Regions from separate parts of the Rattus norvegicus genome. Here region 2 is linked to region 1. The links are chromatin contacts, called in public Hi-C maps. All regions are on one chromosome and are shown on one strand. Each heading gives the region's core, a stretch centred on a gene start, on an enhancer-like site or on the middle of the called end of the contact. The rest is flanking DNA. Distances are from core to core; before and after follow the strand shown. Region 1 has its middle 360 kb from the start of Nr2f2. Region 2 overlaps LOC102553173 (a long non-coding RNA gene).

Region 1 (3,057 bases), core at 54-2,553:
CAGCTCACAGACACTTTCAAATGACCAAGAAACACTGAAGACAATATCCCAAATTATGAACTGATAATATGTTCAACACGGCAGAGCTCATTAACACACTGGACTCGGCCTGTGACAATGTGTTCCTTTTCTTTCCTTGTTTACCTGGAAATCTCTAATTGCCACTACAGAAACTTCAACAGCCCAGTGGATCTGTTTGAGAGGGCAGAGCCTACCTAGGTGGATCTTGCTGTCTCTGTACAGTAGTAGCAGCGTGTCCTCCCCTCTTCCTGTCATTCAGAATTGTGTAATCGGGGGCTGGTTAGGTTTTTACCTCATTCTCACCAAGTGGAAATTATTCCCTGAAAGCTGACCGTGGTTTCTGAATGAAAGCATTCCCAGGAATCCTGGCCCATGAAGGCAGTCTTGGAGGAAACATGAAATTACGTTGGGTTCTAACAGGTAACAATAATGACTTTTTCACCTGCCAACTGCTAACTTAAAATTCCCACACAGGTTGGCCATTTCTGTTCGGTGTGTTCTTTGAATTTCAGCTGCTTTGCTTTTCAGTGCCTCGTTTCTCCCGCGCCTCCTTTGTGTCAGAGCCTCACACTGGGTTCTCCTTCTTTGGTGCCGGGGCTTTCTTTTCACAGTGACATTTCAACATAAACAGTCAATATTCATTACCTCAAAGGAGACTTCCCTCCTATTGCTGACCAATTAAATACCAGCTGAGATGGGCAGACAAAGGTAAGGGAGCTGTAACACAAGACAGGCTTAGTTTCCTCCCTGCTCCCTTCAAGGATGAAAAAAAATGTAATCAAAACAAAGAGAGCTGGGGATTTAGGGACTATCTGTGTCCGAGAGGCACGGTTCCGCTGGATATCATGTCTCCTTATCTTTTCATCTGGCGTACTGCAGAGAGTGGGGGTTTTGCGTTATTTTTTGTTGTTGTTTTTAATAATTCACCACCATGCATTTTTTGAGGTTTCGCCGAGAAGGACAATCAGCCCTTAATTAGTTCCTGACTGAAGACGGCCACATTGGCTTAGGCTGTTTCCTCGGTTGCTGGTGGACCTGACCTTTATTTTCTTACTCCGCTGCCTAATTTGATTTAGCTTGATTTCTGTATTTCTCCACCACACAAGAGCGACTCAGGAGGCGCCACTTAGAACATCTGTTGAGACAGAGCCCTTTCGGATGAACTCGCCACGTCCCGGGAATTGCTGGGAATGGCTGTGAGGCTCCTCAGCTGAGTCCTCTGAACTGTGCCTTCACTTCAGGGAAGGAAGTGGGGGAGAGTATTCTCGTAGATCCCCTTGAATCATTAAACAGCTCAACTTCCTTCTTACCCCCAGGCACCCCTCCCCCTCTGCACTCACTCTCTGGGATGCACAGAGAATGCCCCGGCACTTCTGGAACCATTTTCTTCGGAAACCTGGAGAGCAGTGTTGTTGTGTTTAAATTCTGCACATTTCCAACTCTCTCTCTCTCTCTCTCTCTCTCTCTCTCTCTCTCTCTCTCTCTCTCTCTCTCTCTCTCTCTCTCTCTTACATACACACAATCTGGAATGGCTGATTTGCTCCAACTTGTGAGACTTTTCCTCCTCACACAGGAATTGTGCAACAAAGTAGGCATTCCAGGTTTCTGGGTTTTCCTCTGTGGAATCTTCCAAAAATCCTATTCGCCTAACTAGAACATTCTCCGCATTGTAAGAGAGTTACACCACACACATTTTTTGTTGTTGTCGTGTTGTTGCTGTGGTTGTTGTTGTTGTTGTTTTTCTTTGGAGCCTGGATACAAAGGGCTGGAACTCCACCTGCTATCCAGAGTATCCTCCCCAAATCAACAGGGTTCCTTAAGGGCGGCCTGAGTGAGGAAGACTCCATATCCAGGCAGCCCTCAGGATCTGTTCACCTTCATGAACCTGCATACCCTTCCCAGCTTCCTCACGATGCCAAAAGCAGTTGCAATGTTCCTAAAACGAACAAAAGTCGGCCCTGAGATCCCTACTCCGTGTCTTTTAAAAACGCAGAGCAGTGGTGAATACTGGGAGCGGTAGTCAGTTCAAACTACGTGTGTCGTCTTAATTAGCTGCTCCACTAAAGGGATATCCCAGTTTAATCTTCTGAGAGCCACTCATGAATTATTACTTTGCTTTGTCTCATGAAAACGAAGGCACGGTGAATCCAAGGTGGTCAACTTTTATGTACCTGGGTATCTTTTCTTACGTAAAGAAAGATGGACATTTAGTTCAGAGCAAATGTGTGCCCTCCCCGCCCCCCACCCCACGTTAGATTAGGTGACTTTAGTCATCATGAGAGAACTGTATTTTCTATTTGTGCTTCTAGCAGCTAGAGGGCACAAAAGAATGCTTTTACTTTGCCTTGTCTTTTTTTTTTTTTTTTTTTTTTTTTCCTCTTCCCCACTGAATGGAGCTATGCAGACTCAGAAATAAACAATGCAAGAGAGGCTGGCGGTTTTATTGCACCTCCCTTATGTAGATGTCATTAAAAAAAAATCCCCTTCCAACAGGATTACAGATTCCGGAGGAGAATGGTATGCGAGTGTGGCCTTGGAGAGCTACATCTTCCTAAAACAAAGAGTGAAACCCAAAGAAAGAGAGCCTCGAAGTGGGGTGAAACAAGTTTGGACCATCGTTATGCTTCCAAACTATTTTGTAAAGCTCTTTGTTCCAATGCAATATAAACACGTGTTTAACCTTTATCATTTGAGCATCTTAAATATTAATGTTGGTTGTGCTTCCGCATTAACAACATCTATTATTTTTGCGCTAATAAGAGGCTTACAAGAATAAACATGAAAGGCTTGGAGCGACCTCCCTGTCAATTAAGAAAGTCAGCAGTACTTCAAGTGCACACTTCCAACAGATCCCAGCCACTGGGATCAGACCGAAATGCATGCTTCCAGCTAAGGTCCCACCCCACCACTCTTAAGTTTCTTAAATCATCTCCTGCCCACTGATGCACACCCCCAACTTGTAAAAATTTAAAAAAAAATGAAAATAAAAAAGCGGGCTACTGAGGACTCAATGGTAAAGGCATTCTTTTTTGGACC
Region 2 (3,148 bases), core at 173-2,672, 330 kb after region 1:
AGATGGTGGGATTATCTTCGCGTCTGTTACTGTGTGTGTGTGTGTGTGTGTGTGTGTGTGTGTGTGTGTGTGAGAGAGAGAGAGAGAGAGAGAGAGAGAGAGAGAGAGAGAGAGAGAGAGAGAAGTAAAGAAAAGAGAGTCAATACTGAGAAATCCAGAGACTGAGCTGGCTCATATAAAATGCTCACTCGTTTTCCCTTTAACCGCTTTGGGCCCTGCCACCTTCTGGACCCTCACCCGAGCCCTTGGCATCTCGGATTGGCCTCGCCTCAGGCACAAACAACACCAGTGCCATCCGTGTCCCTGGGCGTCGGCTCCCTGCCTAAGTCTCAGGACCCGAAGCCTAGTGCCCAGATGCAAAGAGCAAGGAGTTGGGGGGTGGGGTACGAGCAAGTCTCCAGGAAAGAAGAGTGGGTGGGTATGAGAGTTGTTAAGGGAGTGGAGCAAAGGGCGGATTGGGAGAAGCGGGACTGGAATAAGGACACCTGGAAGGCATTGTCTTTGCTAGAGACACCTGTCAATCTCTGCTCAGGGGTCTTGGGGCCAGGGGCGGGGAGGCCGCCGCTCTCCTTGGTGATGTCATCTCGGAGTCTCGTCCCTAAGGAGGGTGGGAATGGCTCCGAGGGCGCAGAGCCCAGAGGGCTTAGAAAAGCGTGGGGGAGGAAAAGAGAAAATAAACAGAAGTAGCTCTCTCGGCTGGCAATTTACATGGAAATCAATAATCCAACTTTAATGTTATTTTTAATCTTCCCTGACCGTCTTGCCTTTTCACTGGGGGAGAGGGGATGGGGTTACAGCAGCCCATCCCTCAACCCACACAATCGCTGGGGAAGCCTTGTTATCTCAAATCCTGATGCAACCGACCCTTCCCCCAGATCCACACCCCACCCCCCTTTTCTGCGGGTCGTTCCAAACGCTGCCTTCAGGCATGAGAAGGAAACACTTGGGGACGAGTTTTGAAAGTCTTCCGATACTGCACCGGGTGAAGGGGGAGTTAATTAACGCCAGGCTTGCTCAGCGAGTGGGAGAGGGGGCCTCGGCGTGGGTGGGCGGGCCAGGTCGCATGCTGAGGTGCGCGCGGTGCGGGAGGCGCGGGATCTGGAGGCCCGAACTTGCAGGCCTTTGCTAGCAGGAGGTGATCAGAGGTGGCTTGGGCAGGGAGCGCTGAGATGCCCCCAAGGAGATCCCCAGTTAATCCTGGGGAATTCTGATCTCCCACCTACTGGGTCCCCACTCCCAACCCACCCTGTGCTACAGAACTCTCATTCTTTTCGGCCGGAGCTAATTAGCAGCCTGCCAGCGGCCTGATTTATGGAAACGCTCGGGCGGGCGGAGACGCACCGCTAGCGGAGCTCCGGCTGCCTCCGGGCGGAGCGAAGGAGGAGTCTCCACCGACCTCCTCCGACGAATTTCCCTCCTCCCTGCCGGTTGGGGGGGTGGGGGGGAAGAAGTTGCTGTTTCATTGCTTCGACCTGGCTAGTCCAGGAGCCTACCCCTCGCCCTAACTACCTTAGCCTACGGCGCAGGGATGTCTAGGTTCCTGTGGGCAAGGCGGGGACTGTGACCCAGCCTCAGCTCCCCGCCAGTGTTGAGGCCACCAGGTTTCAGCTCCAGCTGACCAGAAGTTCAGCTAGAATCGGACCCTTTCAGCCCTGGGTTGAATTTCAGTCCAAGGTCCCCAGTGAAGGGACACCGGATCTGAAGGCTCTTAGGACGCCGCTGGAGGACCAAATCAAATCTCCAGGCATGAAGGAGAGATGGGCATCCGTAAAGGGACAGACTCATATGTCTTTGTGTGGATCCTAGAGGCCACCAGCAGTGTTCCTTTCCAGTTTCTAGTTTCTATTTGGTGTTGTCCTCCAATGAGAGCCTCTCTTCGGTCCAAGCGAGTGCCCAGCCAGCGAAAGGCCATTACTAGAAGTATTTAGCCAGTGGTTTACCCCCCCCCAAAAAAAACCCAGCAAAATCTGATGTTTGCCTTCCTGGGTTGTTGTGCGGGACCGAGGAGGAAGGGGAAAAGCAGATCTCCCCTTTTCCCATTGACCCCAGTAGTGAGGGTGGAGGGAAAGGGGGAGGTGAAGGACAGAGGAATCTCAGCATGGACCTGTTGCTGGCATTCAAGCAACCCTTCTGCTCTTCAGGAAGGCACTGTTTGCCCATGTTTCTCCAAAATGCACCAGAGGGACTCGATCGACCTTGAGAGCATCTGTACCCACTGGAAGCATTTGAAAGGGGCAAAATAGGCAGACCCAGGGGCCAGAGGCTCGGAGTTAAACTGGACTGCACCCCGTTTCTCTCTCAAACCTCACCCTAACAACCCAGGCCTTTCTGGGTTGAAATGGAAGTGGTAGTGACAGATTATCTCTACAAGCTCGTGTAAACTTAAAAACAATGCATCGCTCTGCCCTTTTCAGAAGTTTTTTGATCTCCTGGCTGCTACAAGAGCAGCATCAGCAACCTTCCCCTCAAACCTGCAGGCACCTGTCATCTCCCACCTATAGGCCCTCAGTTCCCCTCTCTTTATGGAGACCAGTTTGTGTTTGAAAGCCCTAAGTTTCCTAACAGATTGAGAAAATTTAGTAAAACACACACACACACACACACACACAGAGAGAGAGAGAGAGAGAGAGAGAGAGAGAGAGAGAGAGAGAGAGAGAGGAGAGGAGAGAGACACACAGAGAGGAAGGAGCGACACAGAGAAAAAAGCAGAAATAAAAAACATTTTCAAATGGTAATCGTTAATTCGTAAAGTTTTCCAAACCCATGAAAGACTGTGGAACTGAGCCTTGCTCTCCCTCTATAATGTGACATTCAGAACCTTGAGTGTCTGTGGCCTCTCTGAATTCCCCACTGTCCTAAGGCCTGTCATCTGCCTGGCCTGGACACATTATGGTAACCCAAATCTACCCCTGGTATGAGTACCAGGGGAGGCCCACAGGTTCACCAGCCTATCTCCCTTTGGCTCACTGTGGAGCTTGAACCTCTCCTTGCTCCCGTGACGTTCTCCAGACCAAAGCCTCACTGCATCAGGTTGCTGATGGGCCAACTGCAGCCCAACGAATGCAGGAGGTTAGGTGCCCAAATAACATCCCCACCCCACCCCCGTTTGTCTTTCTCAAAGCTGATTTATAGCAATCGACAGGTTAAA

Evidence for each region. A called contact is a pair of places that touch in the nucleus more often than the background predicts.
Region 2: a contact with region 1 is called in a Hi-C map of liver, with 2.9 times the contacts expected there. The contact joins two enhancer-like sites. A contact is called at or near these places in 5 of 12 Hi-C or Micro-C datasets (the Rat2 cell line, Schwann cells, frontal cortex and 2 more).

What each region holds. Positions count from the first base shown.
Region 1 is chr1:133,066,453-133,069,509 of GRCr8, forward strand. No RefSeq gene overlaps it. Among named protein-coding and RNA genes, the nearest start is that of Nr2f2, 360 kb to the right of the region's middle. Within about 2 kb of position 1,304, at least 2 of the 93 cell types and tissues checked have an H3K27ac peak or open chromatin away from gene starts, as enhancers often do. A contact at or near this core is called in liver, where this site is marked.
Region 2 is chr1:133,396,244-133,399,391 of GRCr8, forward strand. All of the region lies in intron 1 of LOC102553173 (a long non-coding RNA gene), which reads right to left. Among named protein-coding and RNA genes, the nearest start is that of Nr2f2, 28 kb to the right of the region's middle. Within about 2 kb of position 1,423, at least 17 of the 93 cell types and tissues checked have an H3K27ac peak or open chromatin away from gene starts, as enhancers often do. A contact at or near this core is called in liver, where this site is marked.